Linked DNA regions of Gossypium hirsutum: regions 2, 3 and 4 are each linked to region 1. A link is a contact called in public Hi-C data. All regions are on one chromosome and are shown on one strand. Each heading gives the region's core, a stretch centred on a gene start, on an enhancer-like site or on the middle of the called end of the contact. The rest is flanking DNA. Distances are from core to core; before and after follow the strand shown. Region 1 holds the start of LOC107900632 (U1 small nuclear ribonucleoprotein 70 kDa). Region 2 has its middle 3.8 kb from the start of LOC107897621. Region 3 holds the start of LOC107897627 (U-box domain-containing protein 5). Region 4 has its middle 32 kb from the start of LOC107897627.

What was found. A called contact is a pair of places that touch in the nucleus more often than the background predicts.
Region 2: a Hi-C map of leaf shows a contact between it and region 1, with 2.1 times the contacts expected there. The contact joins the enhancer-like site here to the promoter of LOC107900632 in region 1. A contact is called at or near these places in 3 of 34 Hi-C or Micro-C datasets (leaf and petal).
Region 3: a contact with region 1 is called in a Hi-C map of leaf, with 1.7 times the contacts expected there. The contact joins the promoter of LOC107897627 here to the promoter of LOC107900632 in region 1. A contact is called at or near these places in 8 of 34 Hi-C or Micro-C datasets (anther, hypocotyl and leaf).
Region 4: a contact with region 1 is called in a Hi-C map of leaf, with 2.1 times the contacts expected there. The contact joins the enhancer-like site here to the promoter of LOC107900632 in region 1. A contact is called at or near these places in 7 of 34 Hi-C or Micro-C datasets (callus, hypocotyl, leaf and 1 more).

Annotation. Positions count from the first base shown.
Region 1 is chrA10:19,113,739-19,116,377 of Gossypium_hirsutum_v2.1, reverse strand. LOC107900632 (U1 small nuclear ribonucleoprotein 70 kDa) reads left to right here and starts at 1,320. Exons shown (of 10, transcript XM_016826302.2): 1 at 1,320-1,545; 2 at 1,818-1,932; 3 at 2,009-2,088. The coding sequence starts at 1,438.
Region 2 is chrA10:19,621,233-19,623,871 of Gossypium_hirsutum_v2.1, reverse strand. No RefSeq gene overlaps it. Among protein-coding and RNA genes, the nearest start is that of LOC107897621, 3.8 kb to the right of the region's middle. Within about 2 kb of position 1,306, at least 9 of the 9 cell types and tissues checked have an H3K27ac peak or open chromatin away from gene starts, as enhancers often do. A contact at or near this core is called in leaf, where this site is marked.
Region 3 is chrA10:19,517,706-19,520,344 of Gossypium_hirsutum_v2.1, reverse strand. LOC107897627 (U-box domain-containing protein 5) reads right to left here and starts at 1,326. Exons shown (of 6, transcript XM_016823140.2): 1 at 533-1,326; 2 at 40-102. The coding sequence starts at 87.
Region 4 is chrA10:19,486,200-19,488,838 of Gossypium_hirsutum_v2.1, reverse strand. No RefSeq gene overlaps it. Among protein-coding and RNA genes, the nearest start is that of LOC107897627, 32 kb to the left of the region's middle. Within about 2 kb of position 1,313, at least 3 of the 9 cell types and tissues checked have an H3K27ac peak or open chromatin away from gene starts, as enhancers often do. A contact at or near this core is called in hypocotyl and leaf, where this site is marked.

The DNA of each region.
Region 1 (2,639 bases), core at 71-2,570:
TTATTAGCTTGCTTCTATAATCATAACCAACTGTCGCTTTTGAGTTTTCTTGTTCAATCAACTAGTCAATACCCCAGTAGGATCTTCCGATCTTCCACTTACATATTGAGTCGACAAAAACTACTTATCTCTCGACTTTAAAGTCCAAATCGGTTCGGGGTTAAAGTGTTCACAGATAAGCTATACCAAATTTGAGTTAGTTCCCACCTTAATGACTTCTTAGGGTTTCCAAGCCTAGGGTTTAGTTTCTTCCTCTCTTGAACAGTTGATCCACTTAAAAACCCCTAAAAATAGTTAATTAATCGTATCTCTACTTGCTAATCCCCCACAGGAGGATTAGTTCCTTATGGATATAATAAACAATATAAACTTGATAGAAAGAATAAATATAAAGAACAATTCAAGAGAAAACTAGTTTAATCTGCTACACCGAATTACGACAAATCAGTAGTCTCTCGAACCGTACCGGCTCGCAACCAAAGTGTGACAAAATTACTCACATAGGTTCCATAGGCATAGGGAAACCGAATTACATAAATATATCATTTGTGTTATTTGTTTTTTTGTTTGCATAGTTTTCGTAGTGCCGAACCGTAATAATCATTACAGTCTAGTACGTCCATTGCAGTTTTCATCTTAATCAAACAAACAACTTAAGGAAGCAACAAAAATTATTTCTTTAAATATGTAAAATTGAATCAAAATTAAAGCTTCAAATATACATAAATTCAAGTTTCATGTGTATAATTGCACCAAATTGAAATTTATGTATCAAATTACACATTAGACCAAAGTTGATATATATATATTTGATAAGCATGATAAAGTAAGTCTTTATGTAGAACAAAAAAAAATAGATTAGGTAAAAATATGCTTTAGGTTCCTACACTCTTTATAATTTGTAATCCAATTCCCTAGTTTTATTTATAATAATTTAGTATTCATACTTTTCAAATTTTAAAATTCAAGTCTAATTATTAATATTGTTAATAGTATTTTTTTATGTGTGACATTTTAAAACTAAAAAAATTACTTATTTCGTAGTTATGTAATAAAAATATATTTTATGATGATGAATAATTTTAATTGTATTAATAATTTTAATTTTTTGAAAAATAAAAGTATTAAAATCCTTGCAATTTAAAAATAAGGAAACTAAATAGTAACAAGAATTCAACTATTAGATAATTAATCTAAGTATCTAAAACTAATATAAATAACTTAATTTAAAATTTGAAAAGTTAATTCATATATTTTGAATGAAATCGAATTTTGCACATCATTAATACCACCTTACCCTCGTTAAGCTGACCCGACCCGACCCTATGTAAGAGCTATTTAATAGATGTTTCTTTACCATTTTCTTTCATTAATCCCTCGATTTGTTTGGGAAAAGAAAAAAGACCCTAGCTAAGCCTCCTGTGATCCTTCTTCAACATGGGAGATTACAACGATGCCTTCATGCGCAACCAAAACGCCGCCGCCGCCGTTCAGGCTCGCGTTAAACCCCCTCAGAACCGCGCCAATATTCAGCAGCTCAAGCTGGTTCGTTGTTTTAGGGTTCTTTTTTGGTTTGAAGAGTGTGATAAGATGACTTTTAATCTCGACTCGTTAGATTAAGATTATTGTATATTCTTATTTTCTGTTCACTACTTTCTATTTTCAAAACTTTTGATGAATTTAGTTTTCTTTTTTGTTCTTCTAAATGAAGATTTGCTGGGATTTTTGGAAAATTAGATGCGACTAAAAAAATATATGGTGATTTTGATTTGTTTTTGGGTAAAAGATGGTAAAATACAAATTTGTTTACTTTGCAGATTGGCCAAAGCCATCCTACTGGTTTAACAGCTAACCTTTTGAAGCTTTTTGAACCACGACCTCCGTTGGAGTTTAAACCGCCTCCTGAGAAGAGAAAATGCCCTCCGTATACAGGTCTTTTTCGTGCATTTGGAGTTTTAATTTAAATTTGACATTTACTGACTTGTTTTGCTTCGTTTGTCTTTGTTAGGAATGGCACAATTTGTGAGTCACTTTGCTGAGCCAGGAGATCCTGAGTATGCCCCGCCTGTTCAGGAAGCAGAAACACCTGTAGGATACTTGTTCTTAAGGAGAAGTTGCTGTGTTTTTGTTTCTGTGAAATGCTTTGCATGATAAAATTTGTTTTGATGGTGTTATGTTTTCTTTTGTGCTTTTATCAAATTTGGAATTATTTTTTGAGTAGTATGATGTCATTGAGATTTGAGATGTTTATGGCACGGCCTCTATACTGAGATCACTCAGTTAATTTTCTCCTGTTTGTAACTAAACCGCCCATATGGTGAGAACACTGTAGTTATGTTCTCATGTTTGTGTGTGTTCCATGCGTTGTTTAAACGATGACCTTAGTTGGGCTTCGCACTATTCAGTGAAAACGGATTTAGCTTGCCTAGACCTAAACCAATTTAGTTATTCAGTTGGTTATGATGTTTTTGGTTATTGATTAATTCAATATGTCGTTGAACAATAACTGAATTACTCGAATTACCCAAAATATATGACATATATTTTAATCTTTGTCAGATGTTCACTTATTTTTGGCATTTTAATTTTTTTGGATGATTATACTTATTTGAATTATGAAAAATTAGGATTTTAAGATG
Region 2 (2,639 bases), core at 57-2,556, 510 kb before region 1:
TATATTCTTGAGATATGAGTTATATACATATTGGGTTTAAAAGGAATTATGTATGTAAAGTAACATAGAATTAATAATATATAGAATAAAAACTAATTTTTTCATGAATTATATATGCATAATAATATATATATGAATATTTAAATGAGGTATTATACAAAAAAAATTTAAAACAATATGATAAAGAAACTTTAAAATAAAGATTTTATATGAAAAAAAGGGGGTAAAATTACCATGATGACTCAAAAAAAGTATGTATATACATGTAAAAAAAAAGGTATTAAGTTAATAAATAAAAATAATAATAAATTATACAAATCAAAAGGACTCAATTAAAATAAAATTAAACTAAAAAGGATACTTGATAAATAAAATAAACTACTAAAATTAAAAGAAGAACTAAAGCGCAATGCACGCAAACGTGCGGGGATCAAAACTGGCAATATACCAGATCCCAAAACACTGCGTTTAGGCGCGGATTAAATTGCGATAACGCGCAAATCTCTAGAAAAAATTAAAAAAACAAAGAAGATGCACAGAGGGCCCAATCAGACACCAACGAGAAATAGAGGGACCTAACGCGCAAATAACCCTCAAAGACCAAAGCGCGGATCCTATCCAGGCACGGGTCGGGTGATCGGGTTATGGCTCTTGAAACGGTGCCGTTTTGTAGCCATTGAGATTGGCTTAAAACGTCGTCGCTTTATACCCTTTAAAAGGCAAAAACAAAACCCTAGTGAAACACAGCCACCATTTCTTTCCCTTTCTAAAGAAATCAGAGTAAAAAGAACCCTAAAAGCCATTACCACCATTCGGCTAATCCCAAAACTTGAGCAAATCAATTGCCACCACTACGATTCGATGGAGATCAACATGCGCGCACTTCGATTAGAGTCTTAACTCAAGACCTATCAATTTCAGCCCTTAGAAATCTCATCCCAAACTTCGATTTCGGTGAAGGAGACAAGAATTTCGATGGCCTATTTACGACGATAAACGTTCTTTTATTTTCTTATATTCGAGCCACATGCAAAATCAAAAGAAAGAAACACACATAAAAAAAAGGATCGAGAATAACCTTTCCAATAATTTTAATTCGATTTTGTTGTATTCAATATGTATATTTTAGTGTGCGTCCCATACAATTGAAAAAGAAGATGGCTTTATAGCCGAATGAGAAAAATAAAGAAAAATACAATATTTTCTTGTCTCCTTTTTTCTTTTTTGCTGTTGTGCTGTGCTGTTTTTGTCTTCATGCAGATGGGGGAGGACGTAGAGGCACGAGCGGCGCTGGGGAGTACGGAGGTCGTGCATGGGAGCGTACGGAGGCTAGAGGCTACGGCGCTAAGGTGGAAACCCTAGGGTTTCTGTGGATAATCTGGTCTTGGGCCGCTTGGGCCCGATTTGTTTTATTTGGGTATTGGGTTATGGGTTTGTTTGGGCTTAGAATTGGGTTTTTTGGGTATTGGGCCATTGTAATTGTTTTGGGCTGTTTTGTAATATTTGGACTGATGGCCTTTTGATTTGGATTTTAATATTTTTGTTTTGTTTCGGGATTGATTTTTGGTTGTTGGGCTCGGGCAGATTTGGGTACTTACAATGGGTATGAACTAATTCCTATTGTAGTTGATTAATTGAAATGTCAATTATTTAATATAAGGTTTAGAAACTAAATTGTAAGAATATGGACTAAATCGAATAAACTTAGAAACCTAGAATTGATGAATCTAGGGGAACAATTAGATAAGTGAGACCGAGAGGATATCTTATTGAGCATGAATTCGACTATCCCTATCTAGCTTAGTAAGATTGAGAGATAAATAAGACTATATCATCTAATTAGGTAAATTGAACCAATTAAAATTGACTAATTTAGAACCCTAACTTGAGAATTAATTATTGAAGATATTAATCAACTGCTATATTTTCTTCGATAATTATTCTGACTTTAGTATTTTTTCGCTTTAGTCCTTTAAATTATATTTTAGTTTAATTCAATTTTTTTATCGTTTTTTGTATAATTTATTCTAGCCATTAGCTAGTTAGCCTCCTTAATCACATGCTTTTATCTTTATTAATCCATCATATCACTCAATCTTCTTTAGGTTTGATCCTTGGAATACTCTAAGTATCGTATTGTACACTTATTACACCTGACTTGTCACACTTGCAGAACATTGTACTTCATGTTTATTTATTTGCAATTTTCTCTACTCGGCGTATGTATGCCTTGGCTCAATCAAATACAATAACTGATTCACACTTTATTACTCCCCAAGTATAGAGATCTCACATTTGTACCTAAAGACTAGAATGCTCACCTCTAAATCCTCCCTCTGAGAACTTGGGCAGTAAACACTTCAATGTTTACAATATAGTTTGCACTCTCTCATAAAAACAGATCCTCGATGAATAGATTCAAGTGCTCTCAATAAGCTCTCATACATTAACCTAGACAAGCCTCAAAACATATATCAATTTTGAAACACAAACTAATAAAGTTTGTATTTTCTCACAAAAATAGTTCCTCAATGAATAGAAATTATTGTATTGATGCGAAAGCATAATAAACTAATAAAGGTACTAACCTCTAGTCATAGCCAATGTTGAAATACAAACTACGTTGTGAAATTATCAAT
Region 3 (2,639 bases), core at 77-2,576, 400 kb before region 1:
CTTTATATGAAAACTGATCGACAAAATTTACCATTTTACCTGAAAGGAACAAGGATACGATGAAGTCTCCACTGCTTCAGTCCCCATTCAACAGATAGTAACCTGATAAAAGAAACAGAAATTAAGTCAAGCAGGTCAATTAAGATAAAGAAAAAGCAAAACAGCACGGGTTTACGTAGAAACTTATCACAATGATATAAATGGTTAGAAACGATTTACCAGAGGTCAATTAAGATAATAAAAAAAGAACAATTAAGGGATGAAAAGGGTTTTTTTTATAGTGGCATCACCGTGAAACTTGCAGTCAAAGAAGAAAGATATGCAAAACATATCGACCAGACTTTTCTATGTACCCCACACACCACCAAAAAGAAAAAGATTATGCATAATTAGACTTATTTTAAGTATGCTTTTGAATTTTCTTTCATAAAGATGTAGGATTTTTTTGTTCTTTTTTATATTAATTTTGAACTTGATCATGATACGGGAAGGGGGAAACCAGGTTGGGAGGGAAGGGGAAGAGAAAACTCACCTTAGTGCAAGTGGAAGCTAGAGCAATGATAAAGAGATGCTGCTTGTTTTCGCTGTATGTTTATTTGTGAAGCTATAGACCAACACCAAAAGAGATGCTGCTTGTTTTCGCTGTATGTTTATTTGTGAAGCTATAGACCAACACCAAATATAGAGAAATTGAACCACCGGTGCCAAAGACTAGGTTTTTGTAAAGCAAAATAGCTACAACTTTAGAGAATATATCATTTAGCCCCCAGAAAAAAAAAACGAAAAAGAAAACAGAGACTCTCACTAGCAGAAAGTGTGTAGAATTCAAGGCATCAAAAGTAGTTGTCTTGCAGCTCTTCCATAGATAAGCAGGGTGAAAAGGAAACAATAGTTCAGAAGAAGCTTTAAAGATGACCAAATGGATTGCATGGTCTTCTTGATCACCAAAAAAGAAAAAGAAGCCACTTTTTTTTTGCTCTTGATGACAACACCCAACACTCAAAAAACCATGTTTACCACCATGGATGAAAACAGTGGTTAAAAAAAAAAAGAAGTAAGAGATTCCCAGAAATGAAAACAGAAAATTCCTCCAATAAACCAGCAAGAGAAGTGAGTGACAATTAGAACTTGTAGGGAACTAAGAAAACCAAAAACCAGAGATGGAAATTAAGAAAATCTTTATATCAGGAAAGCAGAAGTTGCCAATAAAGAAGCTGTTGATTTCGTTTCTTTGGACAATGAAAGTCTTTTTGCGAATAAGAACTGGTTAGAGTCGAAAGAAAAGGAAAGTTTCTTGTTTTTTATTTTTTATTTATAGATTTAAAAAATAATAATAAAATAAAATAAAAGGAGTAGTCTATGGCAATGCTATCAAGAATCAGGTTGTTCTTGGTCGGCTTTAAGCCAATGACAGGTTAAGACAGTGATGCTCTCTAACTCTACTCGGATTGACTCACACGTCTGTGATGTCTGTGATCATTGGATACCGTTGGATGATCATGAATCGATGGTTGATTGAAGGATAAGCGGCCGAGTCCGGACACGCAGTCTTGATTTGACCAAGAGTTGCGGATGAGAGAAAACCCAACACATTTTATTATCCAATTTAATTAAACACAAAAAAATTAATTTGATGATATAAGTAAATCATCCCGCAACGCGGGATCATTTTCCTAATACCCCAACTTAACTACCTAAACGCAGAATCCAAAAATTAAAATAAGATTACATCAACCCTACACAATTTCCTAATTAATTAAATTGATATCAAACTTTTCTCACTTATCAATTATTTAATATAATAATTTTATCTTAATCCGATAATACATGTCTTTTCCCAAATTTCTTGCCTTCTTATTTTACCTATGCTTTCTTTTAATTAATATTTTTAGAATATGATCTAATTAACTTTCACTTTGAATTCTTGATTTTTAATTAAAATTTACCGTTTAATATTAATTTTCATGATTTGAAAATAATATTTTACTTTAGTAATTAACAATAAATTAATTTATAAAATATTAAAAGAATTTTTATTTCATAAAAGAAAGATTTGAAAAATAAAAAATATTAAGTTTATTTTATTAGTAAAAGTTTTTATCAATTGTTGATGCTATATTAAGTTATTATTTTAATATTTATTTTTATTAAATTTGTCTTCTAAATTAAAATTAAAGAGTAAAACTCAATCAAGAATTGAATTTTAGTGACGAAATTCAATTAAACAAAAAATAAAAATTGATAAAATTCAAGATAAAATTAAAATATAATCACAAATTTATCTTTAGCTTAAAAGCATAATGATAAATATTAATAAAAATAAAGTACAGTGACAAATTTCAATATTAACTTAAAGTGACAAATTTACATATTAACCTTTTTATTTAGTATAATCAAACAATAAATAATTCAATCAACAATTATATAACAATAAAATTTATGATTTATAATTTGGTTATTCTTTATTTTATTTTATAATCTTAAAAGGTGTAAAATATAAAAATTAAAAAATTATTGAACCAAATCTAATAAATTCGCTAATTTAGTTTTAACAATAGAATTAGTTGGATTTATTTAGTTACGAGTGTTTCGTCAATTTATTTAGTTATTGATATATAAAATTTGAATTTAATTAAATG
Region 4 (2,639 bases), core at 64-2,563, 370 kb before region 1:
AATAAGAGTTAGTGTTGTTTTAATTGAAAAAGATAAATAGTTAGAGCTACATGAAGATCCAAGAATATACTCGTTTGAGCGAAAGGATAATATATATATATATATATGTGAGAATCGAAAACCATGAAGTTAGACAAAAAAAAACTCAAATACCATATTAAAGTAATGAGAAGCTTATGAAATGTTTCCTCATCAGCCGAAGAATGAAGTACAGAAACAGAGAAGCTAAGTCAAATGAACGAGTTCTTGTGGGCATAAGAGAGTACCATCTCATTTCGTCCCGAATTACTTGAGCTTTGCTTTCAGTGTCTTATTCAGTGGGTATGAACTGAATGGTTGAAAATGGTTTTTACTAGGGATTTCCAATGCTTCTATTTCTTGTCAAATGCTATCACACCTCATACTAAACCATCACCAAACCCCAAAACACACGCGTCCTTTGACACGCAAAAAACATACTAACCACTGCCTATTACACGTCGGGACAAAGCCAACATGCAAGTTGAATGTTGATAGCAACTCATGGACGTTGATCCAATTTTACCTATACGCACGGCAAATCCCTCTCTAACTTTTCTAGATTTTGCAACCTACAACAAGTGTCTCCAATATCTATATTCAGATACGCATTTAACATGAATCACAAATACCGATACATGAAAATATATTTATATATAAAGAAAAGTCAGAAGCAACGTTTTGTAACTGCCAAAGACCAGAATACGAATACTCCAATATTAATATTATAAATAACTTCGACGAATATGCATTCATGAACTCCTAGAAGTCACTATTTTGGCTAAAGGGAACGACTACTAATTGTTGGGAATTTGGAGATATAAACCATTATGGTCATAATTGGCCATTAGACCTGCTCCATTTCTACCTCTTTCGATGGGCTATAACATATGGGTTCTTCATTTTTTTTTTCCTAATATAGCTCTAGTATTTTAAACTTATTTCTTTGAACATTTCACTGTTCGTTAAAATTATATTTTGAGGTTTGGGCCTCAAAATTAATGTAAATTTTGTCAAATACATAGCAAACCATGTCCGAAATCCTATCCAGAATCCATGCAACACGGTGGAGAACAAGCTGACATTCATGAACTAGACGTAGCTTGTTAAAAATAAGCAGCTTTACTCTTATTCTGTAGTAGCTAAGTTACAAGCCAAGTTACTTCAGAAAAGGGATATCCCTCCAGAGAAATGGAAAGTCATGTGATAATGAAGAATGAACACTGGAAGGAGTGGACAATACCCAACCCTATAGGCTTTTGAATCTTAACGAAATCTTAGGAGGCCCAAAAGGCTAATAAGGCTGCAGGTTCAAGACCAATATATAGCTCTAGAAGACAGGCTGAATGGAAAGAAAGTACACATTCTTGCAACGTTGCTTTACATGTTTCAGATCCCATTTGCTTTGAAGAAGCTGCAAAACAAAGTGAATGCTTTGAGATGTTTGATTTGGGTTTATTGCATTACGTTGATGCAAGGGATCTTTTGAATAAGTTTAATATGGTGAATTATAAAGCCACAGCGACATTCATGAATATTAGTAAGAAGTTGTGTTGTGACAATGGTGTTGAAACGGTAAATATCACAAATTGCGGAAATCATGTTAGTAATATAAACTAATTGTCCCTTATAAGGTTAGACAATGCTTTCTCTGTTAAAGTTGTGTCAAGATTTATGCAGCAAGCTTCACCTTAGAACTTTAAAGAAAATTTTGAGATATGTTAAAAAACAACCGAATATCAAAATTCAAATAACTAGCGTTATAGATAGTGATTGGGCAAGTAGCAATGGAGCAATTGTGTGGAATTCAAAAAAGCAACAAGTGGCGGCCTTGCCAATATCAAAGGCAAAGAATGTTGCAACACCTTTTGTAGCTTGTGAATGTAACACCTTGAATTTTTATTATTATCAAATTTTGCTTCAATTTAAGATTAGTTTGATAAAATTTTTTGAATAAGTTATTTCAAAAATTTTGGATGGAGGGATAGAATTTAGATTTTTTTGATAGGGATGAGAGAGGATGAGTGCGAAAGAGGATTGTAAGTTTGTCCAAGTTGCGGATTTGACTTAGGGTTCCAGACATTTAAAACAACTTAAATTTTGACACTAAAAAACAAACGAATCCAAGTCAAATAAAAAAAATAAAGAAAACGATTAAAATAATAATTAAGATAAATAAAACAGAACAATAAAGAAGATAGATGAAAAAGATGAAATGTGGCATGTAGATATCCTAAGGAGCCTTGGAAATAAAATGGATCCACAACCCCCTTCAAACGGCTCTAATTTCCCCTCCAAGAAAGAAAACTTGGCAAGAAAACTCAAGAAAAATTCTTGAAAAGAAAAACTCAAAGAGAAGTTGTTGAATAATCATGAATTGATTTGTGTACAATGAAGAGGCCTTTATATAAATTAGCTAAATACATCTAAATAAAGCTCTTAAGTATATTAAAACTCTAATTACCTTAAACAAGAAGTAGTTTCAAAGCTAAACTTTCTTATTGACATAAAACTCCTAAATAACTTAAAATACTTAAAAATTATCCAAAACTCGTAATAAATAAATAATAAAACTTAATAAATATAATATTGAGCTTGTATATAGAGGTGCTCATGGGCCG